Regions from separate parts of the Gossypium hirsutum genome. Here region 1 is linked to region 2. A link is a contact called in public Hi-C data. All regions are on one chromosome and are shown on one strand. The core of a region is the stretch at or near the end of the contact, and the rest is flanking DNA. Distances in the headings are between cores, read along the strand shown.

Region 1 (5,857 bases), core at 3,105-5,604, 350 kb before region 2:
AGAATCGCATTCAAACATTTTATAAAAGGAGCACAAGCTGTGTAAATTTATCATTAACACCAAATTCTGATTTCAGCTTCATATTATAGAAAAAAAAATTAAGAGTAGGAGCTAACTTCGTAATTACTTATATGGGAGCCTCAAGCGGCATTTAGAAATTAGGCTCCTTGTCTAGCCAAGCAAAATCCTGAACTTTTATAGTGCTTCAACATAGTGAATCTACCATTAAGTTACTCAGTCTAGCCTCATCAGTACACAAGCAATCAGTATTGCTGTAAACTAAGACCAGTCCATGGAAGTTCCAACAAACCAGACTGGCTGCGCCATCAGGAATTGAAAGACTCAAAAATGTACGGCTATATCCATCTATGAATAGAATGTACTGGGTCATTCTATTTGATACAAGGCATGGAACACTGGGATAATAAAAATAGCCTCACCCCTCACTGTGAAAGTTTGTCAAGCAATAATTTAGCTACTTATTAATCATGGCATTTACTATCAACATCTTCTCAACACATTACGGTCAGGAAAGATCTACCACCGTAGTTTACAACATTCGATCCATTTCAGCACTACACGTTGCACAGTTTTATAACCTTGTACCAACATCCGCTCCATCACAACTATTCAGGAAGCATTGATACACTGGCTTCAAATTCATATAAACTAGAATTATCAAAAGTTATCAAACATTTGACCTAGTAAAGCCGCAATAAGTCATTCTTAAAAGAATGAAATATATTATAAAACCTCAAGAAGCACTGAAAGTCCTACCTTTGTTCAAGGGATCATGTAAATGGCTTCTAAGGGAACCCTTTTGAGCATATTCATAAATAAGGAAGAGTTCATCATCACTTGCAGCATAGCCGATCAACTCTACCTTCAACAAAATTAAATCGGAATGGGAGTCAATGGCTTCGAACATTTAGAAGAAAGCTTTGCAAGTTTCAAAATTTAAACAATTGCTTATCTTGGTGAAGCATTACCAGATTTGCATGATGGACCTTGCACAAGACTTTCATCTCTGCCATAAATTCCTTCGTCTTTGTAGCAGTCATTCTTTTGATAGCAACTTCCTAAAAGCATCAAATAAACAAAACATAAATGGAATGTTAATCTATGATCTGAATTCCTCATCTTTGTCGCAGTCATATGATCTGAATTCCGAAGTAGAAACACACGAACCTGGTCCCTAAGGAAACCGAAATAAACAGAACCATAGATTCCATGACCAAGTAGATTAGAATCTGAAAACCCATCGGTTGAAAAAAGAATATCTTCGTAAGTGAAAACCACAGGCTTCTCAACATCAAGTACATCAGTTCCTAGAGCTGACAGAGAAGACAAGAAAATAAAGTTAGACTTCCTGAGTTGTGGATTGGTCAAGGTGGCAAGCTGAGTTGTCATAAAAGGCAACTCTAAGCTATGAACCAAATCAGGTAAAATGTAAGATCAGATGTTAGGTCTGGAGTTATATATTGTGCTATTAGTATTTTAATTAACTAATCTACTTTGTTTAGTATGTGATATATATAGTTCCATGCCAGTATTTCAGCTAGCAACAGATCAGAGTGTAATAACCATTTGGGATAGTAATCTGGTGGTTACTAGGTTCGCCGTTGGTTTGGGTCCAATTCTCAGACTTGCCACAAATGTATCTTCCTGAACCACAGCAGAAACTTGGCTTCCGAAGAATGTGAAACTTGTGAGAACTCCTGTCATCATGATCTTTGGCATGACTTCCTCGAGCTTCAACAAAGCAGCTCGATGATCTCAAGGAAACACAAACAACTATGCTTAATATAATGAGAGCAAGGCCAACACCCAACGCCCCGATGATCCATCGATATGGCACGTGAGCCTTAGGACTTACTTGAATTTCTGCACAAAAGTTAAAAATATACTACATTATATTTCTTGCACAATATCAAGCGAACTATTACTTACATTCCCCCCTCACCAAGGAGTGTTTACCAGACATTACTATAATTCACGCAACCAAACAGAACAGAGGTAACATTATAACACACAAGAAAAACATAACAGCCAAAATTTTTTTTTTTTTTTGAGAAAGAAGCGGCACTAGCAATTCAGAACTTAAACAGAGCTAGAATCCATATCTTGTTATGTAAAACTTAAAATTTTCAATTTTGACATACATCACACTGTGAAGCATGTCGTTTATTTATAGTTGTCAGCTGGTAGTTGGCATTGTACAGCTGACTTCGTTTTGCTTGTTGTACCCATCGAACATGGATGTGGGGATATGACCCGCTAAAGACACATAATAACATGGAAAAATTTAGCATGCCCATGTCAGACACATACATACCCATATTCAACACTCACACTTCAGTCCAAGTAACATGGCTTTACTTCCTTCACTTAGATTTACCAATTCATACCTGAAATTGCATCAGCTGACGGTGCAGGAACAGGTGCTGGGGGGATCTCATTCTCCACATGATACGGTTCACCAGGAACTGCAATATATATAAGCAAGCTATAGTCTAAAACTTTCTGCTATAAGAGGAGAACTAAACAGTAAGTAAATCCAACAAAATTAACAAGAGAAATGTCTATTCTCGGTACGCATTGCCAGTTGCAAACAACACACAAGGCATAATGAAAAAACACCAATTAATAGCCCTGTAATTCAAGGAAATAGATCATAAAGCAAAGACATTTGTCAATTCTAATCACAGCTATAAAACAAGAATATGCATGAACTCATTATTGCTTGCATTAATATGATATTGTTTGCATATCCGAAATCCATGACATTAGCACCTTCCCTCAAAGTTCACATTATGACTTCAGATAGAAACCAAGTAGGCTCCAGTTCCAAGTCCTTAGTATACCTAATTATAAACTATGGGCAAAAATCTTATTTTACCAACTTTGTTAACTCCTGTATTTGCAAAACTTAAAGAGTTCTCAGAAACTATGCAATTATCATCAAAATCATAAATGCCCATCTCTTGAAAAGCAACTCAATATGGATATATCCAAACAAATAGCATTCCTCATGCAAATTCCTAAGAAACCACACACAGAAAATGGTAAAAAGAATAAACAGAAAAAATTAAATGATTTTTTAGGCAAACCTGAATTCAAGGGAATATAGTACAAAGCACCAACAGTGACATTATCAGGATTTGAAATCCCATTAACTTGCTCAATACTATCCATGCTAACCCCAAATCTACTAGCTAAAGATTGCACACTGTCCCCATCTTTCATCACATAACTCATCAAGTAGTTCCACAAACTACTTGAACACCCACAAAACAGCCTCAAAGACACCACAGCTCCAATCCTTGCCGGCCTGCTAACATTTGGAACCATTGCAAGCCTATCATAAGCCTCTAAAATCATGTCATAAACATACCCTTGATTTGATCTCACTGTAAAGGTTGTGTTTGTTGCATAATTCTTGGAGGATGTCAAGCAAGAACAGTTCTTTTTTATGAATATGTAGCCATGGCTGTCCTCTCCTTCAACTGTAATGTCTTGTGGTATCACATCAAACATGCTCTGGATCACTGCTAGACTTTGGTTTCCCTGCGGCTTAAAAGCCAAAAAAGATGTGCATAATCTTGATGTGTCCGTACAATTCATGGGTATTGTAGCAGAAGAAGAATCCAAGGCATTGAGGGTTTGAACAATAAGAAGAAAGATTAATGGTAGAAGAATCACAAATTGTGAAACCTTAGGATCCATTTTTCTTGTTTCTAACAAAAAAAAAAAAAAAGAAAAGATTGAAACTTTGAGCTAAAATTAAGTGCAAAAAATAGATAAAAATAGAGTTTGATCAAACAACTCGGCCTAAAAGGGTTAACACAAAAAAAGTTTAGGACTAGATAGAGAGAAAACTAGATCAAACATAAATTAGACTTGATAAAAGTTTGAGCAAGGTTTAGCTTTTGCTGTAAATGATGAGCAAGAAGTATGAATCTAAAACAAAATCAGACAAAGAGAAGCAAAGGGTCAGTGAAGAAACTAGAGCTAAGTTCACGAAAATCCTGGCTTTTACTATTTCTTTTCCTTGAAGAGGTTAAAGAAAATGGTAGATTTAGATAGATGGTAGTAAAAAAAGAAGATCAAAGAAAATATATTGGAAGATTAGAGGGAAGATGAAAGTGAGATTTTTGCTAAGCAAAAATGGAAGGTGGGGATTTAAGCTTCAAATTTTAAGGAGGTTTGAAGGACACAAGTAGAAAGGAATGAGATGACTCTAAACAGAGCATGTTCGACTGTTTTTATTTTTCTTTTTCTTTTTTCCCTCTGTTGCGGTTGGTAACTCTTAATTCAGTCCTTCACTGTAAAAAGGGAAAGGGAGTCTCAAATACATACAAACAGGAAGCCATCCCCATCCACTTTCATAGCTATTTGCTGCCCCGCCCTGCCCCGCCCTGCCCTGCCCACCTTTCCTTGAATATTTTCGTTTTTTTTTTATTTCTAACAAAGTTTGTCCATTTTAATAAAGTTTAATTATAAAAAATTATAAGTTATTAAAATAATAAAATTATATTTTTTATTATCGTAAAAATATATTATTAAAATTGAATCTTTCTCAAAATTTCAGACTTTGCTCCGGCACACATACATATATTTATATGAATAGAAGATTAATACAATACTCATGATATGTGTTAATTCTTCGATTATATTGATGAAGTTAATTGTTTAATATATTTGTGTTTTATGTTTAAAATTTATTATGATTAAAATTTTAATAATTTATAATAATTTCATTTACATATGAAAATTTATTCTAATAACTGAATTAATGCTTAATTATCTTACTATACCAAGTCAATAAAAAATAAAAATATAAACTAAATCAAATTTATATATTTTAAAAATGAGGATAATATAAAATGCAGTAAAATTTCGAAAAAAATACTTAAATTTCTATGATTCAACTAAAAAGAATAAAAAGTATTTATTAAATTTATTGTCAAATCAACTGAATTTCTTTCATTCAAAGTGCATTTTGCAATTGTCTGCGGAATACTTCAGAAATGGTATTAAAAAATGTAGTACTTTCACTAAATATTTTTAAACCCACTTTTATTCTAAATTAATTTTTAAATTTTAAATTATTCTAATGAAATTCTTAAAGCATCTCGGTTATATTAGTTAGATTCTTTTATTATTAAAATCGTTAATTTAACTATTAAATTATATATTAAATTTTATGTAATATTATTTTAAATAAAATATTATAAAAAAAATATTTTAAAAATCTAATCTTAAAAATTTTCGAATCTTTTATAAAACTTTTATCTTACATTTCTTTTTTTATTATTTACAAGAGACAAATATGATATAACAAAATACATAAATCTCTCTCCCACACAAGAAACACTCAAAAGGATTGGAAGGGTAAATTGGGAAATAAAATTCACGGGGGCATTGAGTGTTGGGAAAAGGATTGGCACAAGTTGTGAAGAGCTGGAATTGAGAAAGATAGTTGGTTGGGCCCCGCAATTAGGCGCCATTTTTATAAGATTGATCGCCGATCATTTCCCAAACTAATCGCCTTACTTACCTCACTTATCCACACTTTCACGTTGTCGAAGTCAATCGTTGCACGTTTCAAACACCTTCGCTTGTAAGGTTTGACTCAATTTGACCATTAATTTGCTATCCTTTCGAATGATTAATATAACCTTCCATTATAATATATTGTTGGTATCATCTATATTCTATATTATAGATAATAAGGTGCTTAAATTCTAATTGTTTAAAAATAAATATTGTCTATTATTTAAATTTCAAAATTAATATTTTCTAAATTGACTTTAATTAAATTTATTTATTATCTTTTAAAGAAGGATAAAAATTG
Region 2 (5,491 bases), core at 53-2,552:
CAAAGAACATAGCCTGTATTGTTCATCTAAGAAGTGATGATTGTAAGACCAATCATCAGCTCTTTTAAAGCCTTTCTGATTACTATAGATCTGTTGTATTCTAATTTGCACAAAGTGATCATTGTAATACACTAATCCTTAGTTACTTCCAATTTTTAACCGTATCATCTTTATATCTACTTGTTTTGAAGATGAAGATCAAGAAAGCTTTCCCTGAATATATATATATATATATGCTTTCTTTATCTTCATCTTCAAAACATCGTATGGTGTTATGATATCTTATTATAATTTATCTTCGGGTATCAGTGCACCAAGAATGTTAATATGCTATATATATTCTGAAGACAACAAGGTCATTGGAATATTTTTAACTATAATTTAAGGAAAGATAACATATGTCAGTTTGATCTAAAAGCCCTAAACAGATGAAAAGTTGTTACGTTGTAGATGAGATAGAGGGGGCCGACTGCAACTTGTTTTGGCTGCCAAACACAAGGCTGGCATAGAATTTCTCGAGACTTTTTTTGAAATGGTGGGCTTTGGAAGAGTATACAATTTATGGGTATCCCCCATTAATCCACCCCCATACCTTTTACATGCTTTCATTTTCTTCTTGTAACGAGTTTCTTTCTTTGCAAAATCTTGTATGTTTTTAACACTTGTCAGACATGTGAACGACTGAGACTTTCCCTCGAAATACTTTGAAAGTCCTCTCCTGCAACCAATCACTCAAGGTTAAGAAACTTTGAAATCTTCCCATTATTCTTCATGTTATATATAGATATGTAAATTTACTAACTTGATAGGAAGTTGAGCCATGAGTTGTGATAATTCATATAAAGGTCCTTTACAATTGGTGGACAAAATTGAAGTTGATGAAGAAGATGCATCATCTACCAGGTCTGAGGATGAAGATCAAGTTCTTGAATAGTCTTCCATGGATGATTTAGAAGTTGCAGTTTGATCACCATTTTCCATGTTCATCAACTCATCATCATCATAACCTGGAGAGTAGTCAAACATTTCTTTCTGATCATCTTCTTCACCATTTCTCATGACTACAGAAACAAGCATGAAGCGTAGAACTGAACAAGATTTAGATTTATATAATACCCAGGAAAAAGAACTTCAAATATATATATGTATATAAAAGAATAAATGGATTAGGCTTTTTTGAGGATAATGATTCCATGACAGCCAATACATCAATTCATTAATTAACTATTGGAATTAAAGATAAACTTTTGAAAAGAAGAGAAATAAATAATGTAAAGTGGGTTGGATGAAAATTGGGATGCACCTGGCTAGCTAGTTTGCTTAGATAGGTCATTGTCAAAATGTAATGCTGGCATATCCATACATTCGGCATTATCTTGTTATTTTATTTTTAAAAATTTTATCTGAATTTTAAATTAAATTTGAAAAAATAATAAAAAGAGGATAAGTTCGTCACCTTTCAATTTTAGAGCCCACTCAAAACCATTAACCACACACAATTTTATTTATTTTCAATTTATTCTCTCCATTTTATTATTAAAATCATGTCAACTTCAACCTCAATTATAATTATAGCATGCCCTAAAATAGCCTACAGCATTTCACCACAAAACCCCGTATTTGGATTACATTTTAGTGTTTTTTTTTTCTAATTAAAAACATACTAAATTAGTTAGACGAGAGAGTAAAACAATTTTTTCATTAAAACTTCACCGTTGAATATTTATTTTAATTTTTATATATAGTATATATAGCACACCAAACCCTATAATGACGAAAGAAGGATGTAACATTCCAAAATTTTTAGTTGGACACATGGTACTATTCCGATCAGTGAGAAATTTGAAAAATAAGTTGGATAAATGAATCTTAAAGAATCAAAGTTAATAATTGAGATGGATTTAACAAAAAGAAATTTAGAAGCGGAAATGTGATAAAAGGACTAAATCATAAATTTTGAAAATTTCAAGAACTAAAATGCAAAGTTAGCCAAAAAGGAAAATACAAGTTTTTATTGCCTATTTGAAATAAGGATAAATGGAATATGAATTACTTTGGTGAAAATCACTTTTGGGATTAAATTGAAAAGATTTGAAAGTACAAGGACTAAATTAAAAGTTTCCAAAATTCAGGGGCAAAACTATAACTCCAATCACACAAGGATTTATATTAAGATTTATATATGAATTAAGAAATTGGATTGGTCTAAGTGCCGAATTTTGAGAAGAAATTCTGAGAAAGGGTTAAAAGGGACAATGATGCGTGATATTCGTAACATGTTTTAAAGATTTATAAATAAAACGTTCTTGAGACTACTTATTATCACAATTGAGGCAAGTGTACCTATCAAACAGTAGTATAGTTCAGCAAGACCGGATTGTAGAACCCAAATGAACTACGAGTACTAGTATTTACTTCCTTTTTATTATCTTGCCTAAAATTTAATTAAGAGGTTTGGTTGTCTAAACTAATTACTAACTAAGAAAAACTTGGGAAAATACTTTTGGGGAAAATTTGATTGATTGAGACAATACCTAAGGACAAATCCACCTAGACTTGACTTGTTATTTGACTCTGAATTAGACAATTTATTAATTTGATTTGATCTGTAAAAATCCCTAAGTTATATTATTATCTCTCTCGAGATTAATAACGTCTAACCCTAAGTTGAATAATTGAAATCTCTTTCTAATTAACACCCTAGAATTGCATTAACTCGATCTATGGATTCCCTTATTAGGTTTCACCCTAATCCGAAAAAATCTTGTCACCCTATCTCTAGGCACGCAATAAACTCCGCTTAATTATGACAAATTTACTCTTAGATAAGGTTTATTCCTCCTCTAAATAAGAGCTTAACTTGAATCAATATCCTGGAATATCAAAACAAGAATTAAGAACACATAATTAAGAACAAGTTAAATATTTATCATACAATTCAGATAATAATAACAAGATCTGTCATAAGTTTCATTCCCCTTAGGTATTTAGGGGTTTAGTTCATACTTATGAGGGAAAACATCTCAAAAATATAAAAATAACAAAACATAAGAAAACCCAAAACTCCTGAAGGAACTTAGAGGGAGATCTCTAGTCTTGATGATGAATCCGGCTCTTGAGATGGATTAATCAGCTTCCCTTGAGTAATTCCTTGCTTTCTACCCTGCGTCCCCCCTCTTCTCCTCTTCTAGGGTGTATTCATAGGCTTTGGAATGCCTAAGAGCCCTCAAAAGTGGCCTTTTCTGAATAGGACTCTGCTTGGGCTCGGTAGGGACATGCCCGTGTGACACACCTGTGTGCAATTACTTCAGGCCATGGTCTAGGCTGTTAAATAGGCATGGGCGTGTGGTCTACCAGTGTGAGTCGTGCTTCAATTCTGCCAAATTGACACGGCTGTGTGGTCTACCAGTGTGAGGAAGCTCAGGCCGTATTGATTTCGTACATTGGCCTATTTTCTCCATTTTTGGCCCGTTTCTCGTTCCTTTCACTCTCCTATGCTCACCTAAGTATAAAACATGAAATTAAGGCATTAGGAGCATCGAATTCACCAAATTTAAGGATAAATCATCCATAAAATGTGCTAAGCATGGGATAGAAATATATATGAATTACGGTTTATCAAATACCCCCACACTTAAGCATTTTCTTGTCCTCAAGCAAAATCCTCAGCTCATAATTAAAATAAATTCTTCTCAACTTATAATTCTTATCAATAATATCTCAAACTAATCCATAGGTAATCATACATTGAAAATTCAACTGAAAGAACATCAAAGTTTCAAACATTCCAAGTTGAGCATCTTATCATGAAAACATAGGTGTCTCCCTTCATCTAAGTAATTACCTTTGATTCAAAATATCACAAAGTTTCACATCCTCACTAAAGATACACTCAAATCACTCGAAGTGTTTAAGGACAATAAATGAAGCACTCAATAGTTAATAATGAAAATTCGTTACCATAGGCTTGCATGAAAATCAAATCTCAACCACTATAAATTGAGATGAAACATCAATCAAAAAGGTCTTTAGAGGGTTGTAACGTGGCTTTGGTTAGAGGGTGTGGTCACAAACTGAAAGAAAGGATTAGAATCGAGATTGAATTGAAAAATTGCCTAACTAGAAAAATGACTAGTCATCAATTGCGTACAACAGAGCTTTTTCTCAGAATATGGAATTTAACTTCTTTAGCTCAGAAGATCGCTACTACTAATATGTATACAAGTAATTTTTTTTAAGAACAAGTCAAATTACAAAATAAAATAAAACATAGCTAAACAACTATTCCAACTCAAATCTCGACAAAAATAGGGATCAAATTAATTTAGGGGATTTCAACAATAATGAGTTATGGGTTAATATTGAGGGTAAATCAATGAATGGTTGTTAGGCTCAAAGGGGTTCACTAAGGGTTAATTATGAAGGTAGGTTTTTATGGAGTGAGTGGGTTAAACCTAAGTGCCTTTATCATTTTGACATATCAAATCAAATAGTATGGTCTTGACATGCATAATCAAGCAAGTTCTAGAATAACAATTCAATACTGACACACTCATAATGAAAGTGAGCATAAAAGAAATAATAGATGCTCTAAAGGCTCAAGATCTCACAAAAATTATGGCTTTTTGATGTTTAAACTTGAGAATTCCAACTCAAAATAATACCTAAACTTGGGGAAACAACCTAAAAGTTTTTAATTCTTCAAAAATCAACTTATCATGTTTGATTCCCTAATGTCTTAAAGTTTAAACAATCAATGCATAAATACCTATGTTTTAATTCAAGATATATCAATAAACATTATAAACTAATTGGAATTCATTCTAATAATGATATGGGAAGATCTCATGAGAATAAAACAAAATTTAGGGATTTTTCTAATATAAAAGACGCCCCCACACTTAAGATGTACATTGCCCTCAATGTATAAAGGTAGATATATTGAAAAAGATAGATTTATAATCATAAGATAGGGAGAGAAGTGAAACTTCCTGAATGATGAATGAATTCCTTGTACTGGAGTTTTGGAGAATAATCGACGTGAGAGTGGAGGAGGATACTCCGGTGTAGTAGAGTTTTATTAGTCCATAAGTCCTGCGCCAAAAGAATATTATATCTGGTGATAGCTATGGTCGTGGTCAAGCAGGACATGGCAGTCATGGAGAACCTTTCCTGGTGGAGTTTTTAGTTCCTATGTGATGATGAGCTGATGAGCTCTTTATAATTGTAACAGAATCAGGAACTTTTTAGGAAATATAAGGAAGCATAATTACTTGTAATGGAATAGCCGAAATTGATAATTGTAAAATAAAAATTTTAAAATCTAATAAAAATAACCTTAAAGAAAAATAAAAAGTAGTCTTAAAATAGAATAAAAATAAAAACATAAAATAATAAATAAAAGTTTTTAAACATCTTCATCGCTAGATGGTTCGCGAGGTGGGGGTGGCGATGAGATGTGGAAGTGCTGAGAAATCTACTGTAGAGTAGC

Evidence for each region. Hi-C and Micro-C count contacts between places; a contact is called where the count stands out from the background.
Region 1: a contact with region 2 is called in a Hi-C map of hypocotyl, with 4 times the contacts expected there. The contact joins the promoter of LOC107951804 here to the enhancer-like site in region 2. A contact is called at or near these places in 2 of 34 Hi-C or Micro-C datasets (hypocotyl and leaf).

The regions. Positions count from the first base shown.
Region 1 is chrA02:83,527,498-83,533,354 of Gossypium_hirsutum_v2.1, reverse strand. LOC107951804 (lysM domain receptor-like kinase 3) reads right to left here and starts at 4,354. Exons shown (of 11, transcript XM_041084987.1): 1 at 3,111-4,354; 2 at 2,409-2,486; 3 at 1,585-1,884; 4 at 1,189-1,334; 5 at 990-1,079; 6 at 778-883. The coding sequence starts at 3,726.
Region 2 is chrA02:83,177,197-83,182,687 of Gossypium_hirsutum_v2.1, reverse strand. No RefSeq gene overlaps it. Among protein-coding and RNA genes, the nearest start is that of LOC121217575, 6.9 kb to the right of the region's middle. Within about 2 kb of position 1,302, at least 6 of the 9 cell types and tissues checked have an H3K27ac peak or open chromatin away from gene starts, as enhancers often do. A contact at or near this core is called in hypocotyl and leaf, where this site is marked.